Regions from separate parts of the Mus musculus genome. Here regions 1, 2 and 3 are each linked to region 4. A link is a contact called in public HiChIP or PLAC-seq, Micro-C and promoter capture Hi-C data. All regions are on one chromosome and are shown on one strand. The core of a region is the stretch at or near the end of the contact, and the rest is flanking DNA. Distances in the headings are between cores, read along the strand shown. Region 1 holds the start of Aifm2 (apoptosis-inducing factor, mitochondrion-associated 2). Region 2 holds the start of Hkdc1 (hexokinase domain containing 1). Region 3 holds the start of Tysnd1 (trypsin domain containing 1). Region 4 holds the start of Col13a1 (collagen, type XIII, alpha 1).

Region 1 (3,052 bases), core at 416-2,915, 260 kb before region 4:
AAGGAGAGTTATTACCCCAGAAGATCAAATTGGTGGAGGGTGGGGAGCTGCCTGTGGATGGGACAAAGGCAGCAGCAGGTGTCTCTGAAGGACAGTTTTTAAGGAGAAAAAGGGGAAGTCTGTACTCAGATGAGTTGGTGAATCCTGACTGGACAGTTAGCCAGTGCAGCCAAATCATGAATTTTGATGGCTGGACCTTGGTGTTCAGTCTCAGAAATGAGTCAGAGGCCAGTTAGGGGAGCCGACCTTGCGGGGCTAGCTTTAGTAATGATCTAAGGATTTAGCCAGGAGAGGGAAGGGGAAAGGGTAAAAGCTGCTGGTACCATGTATGTCGTGCCTGGGCCTGTTGGAGCCCTTCAGGTAGCTTCTGTCTCTGTCTGTTTCTGTGTGTGCAACAGTAGCAATTATAGAAGACAGGATGGAAATGATGGAAATGTTCATGTGTGAAATTCTCATCAAAACAAGTGTTCAAAGCAAAACAAAACAACCAACCAAATAAAGAAATGCTACCTACTGCCTATGTATGTTTGAGACAGGGTCTCTCACTGTAGCCCAGGATATCCTTGAACTTGTAAACCTCCTTGTCTCAGCCTCCCCAGTGGCTGTGGGTACAAGCATGAGTTAGTACACCCTGCTCAGGTATGTACGTGACCTCACGGACACTTGCCTACTGCCCCTAGGGTAGGGGACAATATCTGCTTGGAGACAGATGCCCTATCGTTCCCCTATGTAGCTTCGAATGCTCTGGCTTTCCTATCTCTGGCATCCTTCTGTGACTTGGCACACATGCTTGCTTCTCTCCCTTGCTCAGGGCTGACTTCAGTATGGGAGAGAGGCCTGAATACTTTTTGATCTCCAAGCTTCCTTACAGCAGTAGGTGACAGGAGATGTGGTAGTGTTTTGTTTGTCTTCTTGTTGTTGTTGTTTTGTTTTGTAGGGTTTTTGAGACCTGGTTTCTCTGTGTAGCCCCTGGATGTCCTGGAACTTGCTCCGAGTTGGCCTCAAACTCAACAGACATCCTCCTGCCTCTGCCTCCCTAGTGCTGGGATTAAAGGCTGCACCACTGCAGTCTGTCAGCAGTGGTGGTTTGATGGCTTCATTTTTTTGACAGGATCTCAGGAAGTCCAAAGTGGACTCAGTAGCCAATTTCTAACCCTCTTGCCTCTACTTCCTAAATGCTAGGATTACAGGTATGCACCACCGTGCTCTGCTTCTGTGGGTAAGAAATCCAGGGCACTCAGGATAGGCAAACAGCTCCTGAGTCTTGTGTTAAACCCCTTCTTTCTCCAGGCTACCATATAACCAAAGGATATACCGGTTCCGCTCTCCATTTTAAAGCTCCAGTGCAGGACCAAAGACTGGGCGAACAGCAGGCGCTCAGTCCGTATGCACATGTGTGCAGATGGCAAAGCTAGTGTGTGTGTGTGTGTGTGTGTGTGTGTGTGTGTGTGTGTGTGTGTGTTTGTGTGTGTGTGTGTGTGTGTGTTGGGGAGGCTCTCGGTTGTCTCCCAGAAACCCCTGGCAAAACTAAGGCGCAGGATCTTGGCAGGCTGAGAGGCTAGCTAGGCTGCATCAGCGCTGGGAGTGTCCAAGTAGGGAGCGGCTGGTAGGCGGTCAAGGTCAGTTCCAGGGCAGCGGGAGGGGCGGGGCTCGGGGGCGGGGCTCGGGGCGGGGCTGCGACCCGGAGACAGTGATGGGCACGCCCCGACACGGGGCCTCAGCGCCGGAAGACGCGAGGACCAAGGACCGCTACAGGTGAGGTCACTGGGGATCCTTGTTCCCTCGCGCGGCGTGGGGTACACTAGGGGCATGACAGGGGCCGCGGAATTAGGAGGGGGCCGTTGCCTAGGATACTTAACGCCGGTCCGGAGGACCAGGTTCCTCGGGATTCATTGCTCCTCAATGTCCGCTAAATCTGTCCGGGAAGAACTTGGGGTCTTGGGAGGGGGAAGCAGGACGCGCAGGGGTAGCGGGGCAGGCGTGGCCTTGATCTTGGGAGGGTCTCAGACAGAAGGACTGAGGTGTCTGAGTGCAGCGGGAGACCCTTAGGAATCTCAGAGAAAGTGAGTAGGGTTACCCAGGGGTGCATTGGAGGCCTGCTTCACCCCGCCCCCCTGTGAAATAGGGGTTCTGTTAGAAAAAGCGAGACCAGCAATGACTGAATCCCCTTCTCTTCTCTCTCTCTCTCCCTCTCTCTCTTTCTCTCCTCCCCCTCTCTCTTTCCCTTTCCCACTCTCCCTCTCTCTTACTCTTTCTTCCTCCCTCCTCCCCCTCTTCCCAGGCACCCTGTTCTTTCCAAGACCACACACTCCACACATCCCCATAGCTCACTAAGATAATTTTGACCCTGGGATTTAGGGGTGTGGGGGGGGAATGCTCAGCTGTCTTAAGAGCTGAGGCCCCCGGGGGAGGACAGGTGTAGTTTGGAAAGAAACTTCCAGATCTCCCCACTCAGCACCTATGAACCAAGGCTAGCATCAGCTTCTAACATGAGCCTGTGTCCCCTGCCAACACACCCCAAGTGCTCAGCCACACTCTCAAGGGACTGCATGTCAACACTGGCCTAAGTCACCTCCTGTTCACTAGAGCTGGGCCTATCAAGTACTGTACAGCCAGTGGGCCTTGTCTGGAGGGAGATGCAGGTTGGCAATGGCCAGGGATGGGCAGGTCACTTGGGGTGTGTGTGTGTGTGTGTGTGTGTGTGTGTGTGTGTGTCTGAGTGCAGGAGTGTCTATGCCAAAGTGAGTGCTTCTTTTCCTTCTCCTCTTCATTCTATCAGCCAGTCCCTTTTAGCATGGGGTGTTTTTCAACGGTATATCTAGGGGTGCATTCCTCAGCAGCTGTCCCTAGAGTGCTCACTCTCAGCCTGGTCTTTGGTGTCCAAAGAGGGGAGCCATCGCCTCCCTTCCCCAGTGGAAGAGGGGACAGATATCATAGCCTATTGAGTCACACTTCAGGAGCCTCTTCTGCCTCGAGGCCACAGTGGAGATGTGGCTACCCTGTGTGTCAATGTTGAAATTTTCCTTCCTGAGAAGCCTGGATGACTCAAAAG
Region 2 (3,386 bases), core at 247-2,746, 440 kb after region 4:
CCAGCTGGGAGAAACAGCAATGAGTTCTGAAACAGGGCTGCAAAGGACTTTACACCCCTCAAGCAGTCAGCAGAGGGGGTTCTGGGAATCTAGTCCAACAAATGACAGAATGAAAAGCTGTCAAAGCAAATGGGTTTCTACTCTCCGGCTTGCCCTGGCTCTCATGGACTGCAGACAGGCGGCGTTTACCCACTAGCAAAGAAGGGGCTACAAGGGGGCCATACTTCTTCTTTCAAAGTTTGAAAAGCATTTAGAAGGCTAGAGGAGGCATCTGCCAGTTTCAGTGTACTGTTAGTGCCCGGGTGACCTTGGCAGAGTCTGGTTGCCCAGAGGACTCCTGTTGTCAATGGAGATGCTACATCCTCCTCCTTGCAGCTGTCAGCAGCCAGTGAGTGTGACCAGGGACACAGGCTGCACTCATTTTAGCTGCCAGGAGATAATCCTGGTCTCATCAGTCAACTAGAGCCCATCTTGATTTTGTAGCTGGGGCAAAGTAGCCAAAAAACTCTGACCTATTAATAGGACAATAGGACATGCTGAAAATTACAACTGTGTTAAAATGTACATGCCAGCCATGCCGAGTAGGTTGTAATTCCAGGCACTTGGGAGACTGAGATTGTAGTCTCAGACCAGAGTGGGCCATATAAGACCCTGTGTCAAAATCATAAAATAAACCCCAGGTTTTCTCTTGGTGCCTTTATTTCCATTTGATTTCAAACACATGAATAATCGGATGCACTTTTAAAAGTTCTCTTTCTAGCCGGGCGTGGTGGCACACGCCTTTAATCTTAGCACTTGGGAGGCAGAAGCAGGCAGATTTCTGAGTTCGAGGCCACCCTGGTCTACAAAGTGAGTTCCAGGACAGCCAGGGCTATACAAAGAAACCCTGTCTCGAAAAACCAACCAAACAAACAAACAAAAAGATCTCTTTCTTTATAAACGACTCACCTTCGTCGTGGCCTTGCCCCTAAATGGCCCTGAATTGGGCACAAAGTTCCTAGAACTTTTTGAAGACTTCCAATTTCCCATATTTGCCAAGAGGCTCTGACTGAAAGCCGGGACGAGGGACAATGAGCAATGTGGGACACTTACTACCTCTTCCTCCCTGAGACATTCACTGGTATTGGCTCCCTGTATCTTTTCCAATAAAGTCTCTTAAATACTTTTTCCTTTCCTGCTGGGGCTTGAACCCAGGACGTTATAGAAGCTAGGTAAGCACTCTAGAGCTGCCCTCCCCACCCCTGCCCCAGTGCCTTAATTCCTTTTGCTGTTGAGAGGGAGTCTGTTGGGTCTGTCAGCGTAGACTGGGCCAGACACCTCAGCTTCAGAGTCCTTACCTTCTTGATCTGGTCCTCCTTCAGCTTGGTGAAGTAAAACGCCACCAAGTGTACTGCAAACATGTTCCCAAGTGCGGTTGTTCCCGAGAGCGCCGAGTCTTCAGTACACTCTCTGTCTGCGGAGTGCTGCACGCCTCTAGTTTGGGCGGGGAGGTGGGTGCTTGGGCTAAATACTTCCAGCTGCTCGGTTCAATGATTAAACTTCGCCCGTCTTTGGTCCCTCCCTCCGCCACACACTCGATTGTCTAACAGGAGGCTCTGGTGGGAGCTGAAGGTAAGCAGAGGGGAAGGCTGGGGATTGATGGCTCACTTGACTATTTGAGAACTGAGCATCGAGAAAATCTTGTTGCTAAGTGACACACTAAGGCCTGTGCTCTAAGACCACTCAGCTAAGGAAAAGCTTGTGAGAAGTTGGGGGTGGGGTGGGGGGAGCAAAACAGAGCCAATTTATGAACTAAATCCCAGTTCCAGAATTCCTCTTCTCAGCGAGGCAACAGGACTGTAGACTCCTGGTATCCTAGGCAGCGTCTTTGGTTTTGTTTTTTGTTTCCAGATGGGTTTCACTGGTATTGGCTCCCTGTATCTTTTCCAATAAAGTCTCTTAAATACTTTTTCCTTTCCTGCTGGGGCTTGAACCCAGGACGTCATAGAAGCTAGGTAAGCACTCTAGAGCTGCCCTCCCCACCCCTGCCCCAGTGCCTTAATTCCTTTTGCTGTTGAGAGGGAGTTCGTGTTATAAGGAGTACTGTGTAAAACTGGCTGCTCTGGCTGTGGACCAGGCTGGCCTCGAACTCAGAGATCCACCTGCCTCTGCCTCCCGAGTACTGGGATTAAAGCTGTGTGCCACTGCTGCCTGGCTTCTGAGGCACCATCTTAACTAAGGCTAAGCAGTGTCCTGGTCCTGCAGATTCAAAAAAAAAAAAAAATGCTGAGACAATTCCTCTACTGTGGCAGATAAGCTAATGAGAAGTAATCAATACTCCACAGTGGTAAGCCAGACAGCCTTTAGTAGCTTGGGGCTGCTCTCTCTCTCTCTCTCTCTCTGTGTGTGTGTGTGTGTGTGTGTGTGTGTGTGTGTTGGGAGGTGGGGGCATTAAGAATGGAAGCCACCAGGCCCTGCTGGAGTGCTGCGCAGGAAGGATGTACTACCATTGAGACACCTGGTTTCTTGCCCTCTGCTCTCACCATGCGTGGTATGAGAAGGATCTGCCACATGGGAACACAACCTTTTGCAGTCCTCCCAGCCACTGGCTGGTTAGTGAATTCAGTGATGGCCAGCAAGGCCATCCACTCCAGGATGGGATATGAGATTATGACAAGGAGTGGGCAGAAGGAAAACAACCAAAATCAAAGACTTCTACAGTGTCCAGTAGCCTGGGAGTGAGGCAGGCAGGCAGGCAGCCTATGGGATTTCACTGAGGCAAAGGACAGCAAAGGCTGTTCGTGTTATAAGGCGTACTGTGTGTTGTCTAAGCACAGGAGAGCATGTCCCCTTCAGGTGTGAGTTAGCTAAGTAACCTGAGGCTTAATGACTATTAAAGGTCATGTGCATCCAGAGTATCTAGACAGACCATTTTGTAGCAGCTAGCCCAGAATGTCTGGGTGTGAAGTCATTAGCAGCCGCTGCCATGGATGGGGACTTTATTCATCCCATCTTATAGATCAGGAAGCTGGCCCTGAAGTGCTTAGTGTCTTCCTCAAAATCACGGTTGTGAATGCTTCAGCCAGGAAGCAACCCCAGAAATGTGATTCCAGAGCCCAGCTCATGACCAGTACTCAAGGCCAACTCTCCAACGCACCTTCCACCCAGTGCTCATCTGGTAACTACTAAGACTCTGCGAGGTTGAAGTTTCAGCAAAGCTGGAAAGTTAAGCACAGACAGCATTTCAGTAGACCCTCCCCAACAGGGAAAGGGGTTTCCTGAAAAACAAAGTCCTGACTCCACTCTTCCAAACACTAAGAAAACACACTGTAAAATTCAGTCGACTAGCCGGGCATGGTGGCACATGCCTTTAATCCCAGCACTTGGGAGGCAGAGGCAGGCAGATT
Region 3 (3,147 bases), core at 395-2,894, 280 kb before region 4:
GGGGAATTAATGGATTCTAGAGAGTCTTAATTGCTAGGAAGTTGGGGAAAGTAGATCTTGTCATCTGTGTCTGCAAACCCAGGACTGCCTGCTCTGAGAATGCGCTTCATTCCAGTTCTGTCTGCCTCAACCGCTGTTTGCCCTTATTAGGTAGGTTTGTGACACAGGAGCACTGGAAGCATTAGGTGTGAGGCTGGGAAAGCAGCAGCAGTGTTAACTCCATTCCCAGAAGTCTCACTGAACATTAATACATCCTCTAATCCCAGCACTCTAGAGGCAGAGGCAGGCCGATTTCTGAGCCAGCCTGGTCTAGAGTGATTTCCAGGACTGCCAGGGCTACACAGAGAAACCCTGTCTCGAAAAACCAAGCCAAACCAAACCAAAAACCATTAATATACTTTAGAGAGATTCATGAAGTCTCTCCAAACATACCTGTTCATGCCCACCTGTCCTTGGAAAGTGAGGAACTTTTTAATACTATATTTTATGTGTACGTGTTTGCCTGCCTGAGTCATGAGTTCAGGGGACAGCAGATGCCAGACGAGAGTATTGAATATCCTGGAATTATAATTACAAGCAACTGTAAGGTACCATGTGGGTGCTGGGAACCAAACTAAGGTCCATGCTTAGAGCTGTAAGTGCTTAGAGCTCTTAAGTGCTGAGCCCTCCTCTCCAGTCTTGATTTTTACACTTGTAAATGGTGGAGGAGATGAGCTGTTATGAAATTCGAATTACGAGACTGGGTTATATGCTGAATATTTGGAAGTGATGATTTTATAGCCCACAAAACCTGAACTAGTTCAGTCTGTACTTTCAAAGTATTTGCCCTGACCTAACATAAATCCGGAGTGGTGGTTAGACATGTCGTGTGAAAGGTTGTATAATACATGGTTAAATAACCCATGGGTAAAGTAAAACTGTAATCCCTGGACTCTAGGGAGGATGTAGGCAGAAGAACTGCCGAAGTTCGATGCCAGTGTGGGCCAAAAAGTGGCACCCTGTGCCACTTTCAAAACAATTTATGTATTTAGGAATTTTAGTAACTGTCCTAGGAGCAATTTTGTGAGTCGCATGCCCCCTAGTGGATTGTTGTAGGATTTACAAAATTTTTTAAGTAGATCGGGGTTTGGTGGCTTGGGAGGTAGAAACTGGTAGATCCCGAGTTCGAGGCCATCCTAGTCTGCAGCTCGAGTTCCTGCACCAAGCAGAGAAACCCTATCTCGAAAATCCAGAATAAACACATGTATGTATGAATGTACGTACTGAATCAACCAAGGGTTCCCTTGGCCCATATTGTTCCACTGTCAAGAGACGGAGGTTGCTTACATCCGTGCAGTGGCTGTAGGGTACAGTTAGATGCCGGTCAAGTACGAGATTCGACTGGGGAGTGTCGCCCTTGTCGGTTTCCCTGTGACGCTTCACGTCTGTGTCTCAGGAGGTTTCTTTTCACCTCTTCCCCCGCCCCTCCACCCCGCCACCCCAAACCCAAGGATTCCTAGGCTGGCTAAATTAAGAGGGCGGGGAAAGGAGGATTAGCAAACGAGGAGTAGCATCAATAGCCAATCAGGACTCGGCGCTGTGCCCAACCAATAAGAGCGGTCGCTTGAGGTTTAGCCAATCGGGCTCGGCAAGGAGGCCTGAGTCAGAGTTTGCGCCAGTCGCCCTGTGGTGACAGCCGTTGTGCGACGTCTTGGGGAAGCCATGGGGCGGCAATGGGGACCCTCTATGAGAGTGGCGGAGCAGGCGGGCTGCGTGGTGAGCGCCTCGCGGGCCGGACAGCCTGACGCGGGCTCGTGGAGCTGCAGCGGGGTGATTCTGAGCCGTAACCCAGGCCTAGTGCTGTGCCACGGAGGCATCTTTACCCCCTTCCTGCGGACGGGCAGCGCGGCGCTGACCCAGACGGGCACCGCCTTCCTGCCGGGCGACAGTTGCAGCGATGACCTACGTCTCCACGTGCAGTGGGGACCCACGGCTGCCAGCCCTGCCGGTCGCGCGGATCAGGAACTCCCGGGGCTGTGCACGCCTCAGTGCGCAAGCCTGGGCCTCGAACCCGGCGCCCCGAGCCGGGCCCGCGCGCGGCCTCTGCAGCCCCCGCGACCAGCGCAGCTGCTGTTGCTGCTCAGCTGCCCGGCCTTCCGCTCGCATTTCGCTCGGCTCTTCGGGGCCGATGCGGTCGATCAATGGCACTTCGTAAGCTCGGCGCCCGACGATGCGGTTTCGGAGGAGGAAGAGGAGGACCAGCTGCGCGCGCTCGGCTGGTTCGCCCTGCTGCGGGTGCAGCGGGGCGCGGCGGCGGAGGAGAGGCGCGGACCGGTGGTGACCGTGGCACCGCTCGGGGCCGTGGTCAAGGGCGCACCGCTGTTGGCTTGTGGCTCTCCGTTCGGTGCCTTCTGCCCGGACATCTTCCTCAACACGCTGAGCCGCGGCGTGCTCAGCAACGCGGCCGGGCCGCTGCTGCTCACCGACGCGCGCTGCCTGCCGGGCACGGAAGGCGGCGGAGTGTTCGCCGCTCGACCTGCGGGTGCGCTGGTGGCTCTGGTGGCCGCGCCGCTCTGCTGGAAGGCCCGCGAGTGGGTGGGCCTCACGCTGCTGTGCGCCGCCGCCCCGCTGCTTCAGGTTGCCCGCTGGGCGCTCGCCCGTCTGCACCCCGGCTCCGCTTCCCTGTCTGTGCTGCTGCCGCCACCCGATGTGAGCACGCCACGGGGCCTGCCTCTGCGCGATCTCGGACCCCCGTGGGCGGCCGCGGCGGTGCTGGTGGAGTGTGGTACCGTGTGGGGCTCCGGAGTGGTCGTGGCGCCTCGCCTGGTGGTCACCTGTCGCCATGTGGCACCCCGGGAAGCAGCCAGGGTGTTGGTACACTCCGCTACACCCAAGTAAGACTCAGGACTGCCCGCCCTCACCAGGCCCCCAGTGTTAGAGACCTCAGTTCATATTTGACAACCAGGACTCCAGTGAGGGGATCTGGGCCTCTTGATAGGGCCCAGCGAAGCTTGAGCAAACTGCCAGGCACAAGCGACTCTTAGCGCGGGGACCCGTGGGACTATGGGCAGCAGCAGGTAGGACTGGGTGACTTTGAGCCCTTTAGCTAGCATGAAACTCTTTGGGCAGCTTTTCTGTCTCTTGGCTTTGCAGTTTAGGCCCTGTGAA
Region 4 (3,221 bases), core at 112-2,611:
CTTTCCGCAGTTGCAGGGATTGAGTTAGGATCATTCCAGAGGCCACAGCCGGAAGAGTCATAGGTTAACGGGACCCTGAGGAGGACTGAGCCAGGAAACTCACACTTGGGCCCTAGGGGCCAGAAACAGCAAACAGGGACCAGCAAAGAGCAATCCACTTTAGAAATTGTCCCTTTAGGTCCTTAAATGGCTCACTCTCTTTCCCTGCTTCCAAATGTGACCATAAAACCAGGCAGCACTCACCCTCGTGGAGCGGACAGGGCCACCAGAGCCCCCCTGCAAGCGTGCACCCAGACTATTTCCCGCAACCAGCCCTGGCGGCCTCTGCGCACCTTTTGCGCGCCCTGCTTTTCTCCACCTGACCGCCGCGCGCGTAGGGCGCCCCCAGCGCAAGACCCCGGGGTCTCCCGGAGCTGGGAGGTCCCGCGCATGGTGCTCTGAATACCTGGCAGCTCAGCAGCGATCCCTACCCACAGTTCTAGGACAGGCAACCTGGGCGAGCGTGCAAAAGAGCGCCGGCCCGTGCCGGCCCGTGGAGTCCCGGGACTGCGCGAGGGGGCGCCTCGGGGTGGGGATAAAAGGCAGCAACAAAGGGCACAAACCTCGTCCAGCAGTTGGTTGACTCGTCCCAAAATAGCTTTCTCCATCTGCTGCTCCCCGCGCTCTGCTTCCAAGCGCAGCACCCGGGCCTGCAGCTCCGCGGTCCGAAAGTGGGCGAGCAGGCTGAGCGCCAGCGAACACAGCGCTAGAGCCAGCAGTCCGCAGCACCCGGGGCTCGGCAGCCTAGCGCACTGCTCAGCCAGCGCCACTGTCCCGGGCCCCGGAGCGCCCAGCTCCCCAGGGCCGCGGCTGCCAGAGGCTGCCGCTTTGCGGGTGCGCTCCGCCACCATGCCCTCGCGTCTTGAGAGCCAATAAATAAATAAATAGAATAAATAAAAACGAGATCCAAGAGGCGCGATCCAAACTGAGAGGCAAGGGGAAAGGGGGTTAACGTGGCTAGAGGACGTCCCTTTCCTTTGCTCGCCAAAGAGGACCGAAAATGAGCAGTCGGAGTCGGGAGCAGCCAAGAGCCACCAGCAGACGCGATCGGAGTACGCCAAAGTAAGAAAAAAGTTATTTCGAAGAATGTTCCAAGTTCGGGGATCTGGCCCCGCTCCCCACTCTTTCCCTTCTCTCTTCTGCAGAGTTCTCGGGCTGGTGCGACGCTCGGGGTCCTTCTGGGTGTTTTGTGTCTCCGGGGAGAACGGGTGTCAGTCCCCGGGCGAAGGGGCACGCATGCAGGGCCCCATGGGCAGAGGTGGGTCGTGGCTGCAGTGAGCCGCGCTGGGGCCGATTCTGGCGCCTCTGTAACTTGACACAGCCGGCGCGGCCGCGCGGATCGGATGAGCGCCGGGCGCTACTTCCCAAACTAATCTCCTGCGCCCCTCCCTCGCCCTCCTCCCGCTCCTCCTCCGCCTCCTGCGGGGCTGCGGCTGGGGTTTGTTTATTTATGCAAAGTCGCCTGGGGTGGGGGGCGTGGTGTGCGGGGCCCCGCCGACCTCGGTAGCCCCCGTCCGGGGCTCCTGGTGCCCTTTGAAGTGACACTTGGGGTTATTTATAGGCGGGGAGGGGGTATGGGGTGGAGCGGAGGCTGCGCTCCTTTTCCCGTCCAAAGATTCACACTCAAGACCTCAAAGACATAGGGACCTGGCATCACAGCACCCCGCTTTCCCAGAACATCGGGGACCCTCCTGCCACCCAATGCACCGCACCACAGCACTCCTCTTTCCTAGGGCCTGGGTGGTGGGTGGTGGTGGGTGTGGGGGACCCTGCGGGCAACCTGTTGAATCACTGTCTGGACGCCTGCTTGGTCCTGTACGTCCTGAGTTGGGAGATCTGCAGTGACAGCAGACAATCTCTCCCTCACCATTTCTACCCAGGGCCCTGCTCTTTGCAGGTGTCTCTGGTGGGACCATGCCACCAACCACAGATTCGCTCAGAGTGGTAAACCCAGCGCCTCGGGGCAGCGGTATTGACCCCCCCCCCCACCTTTTCTCTTTCAGAACTAAACCTAAAGACCTACAGAACAGAAATTTATCAGGGGTCACGCCCATCGCCCGGGTTTATCCTAGGATGTCTAACAGGCGCGGGCGGGTGCGGGGAGGGGGGCGGGACTCTTATTTATGTTGAGCTGAGACGCATAGCAGACTAGCCAACCTAGGATTGCAAGCCATCAAAGGCGGGCAGTTCTCATACATACACACTCCATCTCCCCTTATCCACCTCAAAGCTAACCCTGTGGTGGCTTCCTTGACTGCCACGAGCTAGTGGTCTTTGGGAGTTCTGCATTTGGTATTTTCCTCTCTTTTCTACCCCCGCTCCCCACTTTGAGTGACGTTTGTCAGTAGACTTTTCATTTCCTTGTGCCTCTAGACACTCCTGAAAATGAGGTGGTGGGGCTGAAGCATCGGGCAGGGGAGGGTAGGCTGGCCCTTGAACTGTGAACCGGAAGTGGGGGGTGACAGAGGTGTGGGAGTGAGCGTCCTTTCCTAGTAACAAGGCAAACTTTACATTTTGCATGTTGACCAGTGAGAAGGAGCGTTATATGCAATGCAAACATTAGTGTGGAGTGCACACCTAACGGAATGGGAGCTTGTAATACAGTACTTATATAGACTTAATGTAAGACTGACTGCTAGGTAGTTGGATACCACGGAGAACTACTACGAGGCTAGAAAGCAATGCAGCTGACAGGACTGGTGCCCAGGAAGTCCCAATGTCAAGATTTCCTTGATGTGTCTCATTAACAAACAGGCCTCTGGGTCTCCAGCCTGGTCAAGGGATATCTCCTCCCAGTACAAATGCCTGAGAACTCAGAGGCACTCAGAACCACTAGGGGGCGCTGGAGAGTTTCTCAGCAGCAGTGTTCACTACAGGAAATTGAGCAAGTTGAGGCTTCTTCACGCCCTGCCCGGATCAGTCTGAAATGCCGTTTGAACTGACACAGCAAAACTGAAAACATTTCGGGCCTGAAGTATTTTTGAGATTGGTGTTTCAAGACTCAGGTAGCCTTGGTGTGGTAGCCTGAGTTGAGCCTCGCAATGGAAAAAAAAAGTTCAAACCCAAGGCTCTAAGTGACCCCATGCAGTCAGAAAAATGAATGAAAAAAAAGCCCTTTTCCGATGGTGGGTTTAAAATAAACCAGGTGTAGTGGTACGAGTCTGTAATCCATGCACTTGGAA

The links. Promoter capture Hi-C pulls out the DNA fragments that hold promoters and counts their contacts. Hi-C and Micro-C count contacts between places; a contact is called where the count stands out from the background. HiChIP or PLAC-seq counts read pairs in DNA pulled down with a chosen protein or histone mark.
Region 1: an H3K4me3 HiChIP or PLAC-seq map of embryonic stem cells shows a contact between it and region 4, with 26 read pairs. The contact joins the promoter of Aifm2 here to the promoter of Col13a1 in region 4. A contact is called at or near these places in 1 of 115 datasets of contacts at active chromatin or transcription factors (embryonic stem cells) and 1 of 9 other capture datasets (pancreatic islet).
Region 2: a promoter capture Hi-C map of embryonic stem cells shows a contact between it and region 4, with 4 times the contacts expected there. The contact joins the promoter of Hkdc1 here to the promoter of Col13a1 in region 4. A contact is called at or near these places in 7 of 39 promoter capture datasets (the 3T3-L1 cell line, the C10 cell line, embryonic stem cells and 3 more) and 1 of 115 datasets of contacts at active chromatin or transcription factors (neural tube).
Region 3: a contact with region 4 is called in a Micro-C map of embryonic stem cells, with 4 times the contacts expected there. The contact joins the promoter of Tysnd1 here to the promoter of Col13a1 in region 4. A contact is called at or near these places in 1 of 484 Hi-C or Micro-C datasets (embryonic stem cells) and 2 of 115 datasets of contacts at active chromatin or transcription factors (embryonic stem cells and fetal liver).

The regions. Positions count from the first base shown.
Region 1 is chr10:61,713,598-61,716,649 of GRCm38.p6, forward strand. It overlaps Aifm2 (apoptosis-inducing factor, mitochondrion-associated 2), which reads left to right and starts at 1,666. Exons shown (of 10, transcript NM_001284300.1): 1 at 1,666-1,755.
Region 2 is chr10:62,420,961-62,424,346 of GRCm38.p6, forward strand. It overlaps Hkdc1 (hexokinase domain containing 1), which reads right to left and starts at 1,497. Exons shown (of 18, transcript NM_145419.1): 1 at 1,338-1,497. The coding sequence starts at 1,400. Gm30322 (a long non-coding RNA gene) reads left to right here and starts at 1,546. Exons shown (of 3, transcript XR_380484.3): 1 at 1,546-1,611.
Region 3 is chr10:61,693,870-61,697,016 of GRCm38.p6, forward strand. It overlaps Tysnd1 (trypsin domain containing 1), which reads left to right and starts at 1,645. Exons shown (of 4, transcript NM_027912.1): 1 at 1,645-2,873. The coding sequence starts at 1,702.
Region 4 is chr10:61,977,747-61,980,967 of GRCm38.p6, forward strand. Col13a1 (collagen, type XIII, alpha 1) reads right to left here and starts at 1,362. Exons shown (of 41, transcript NM_007731.3): 1 at 603-1,362. The coding sequence starts at 890.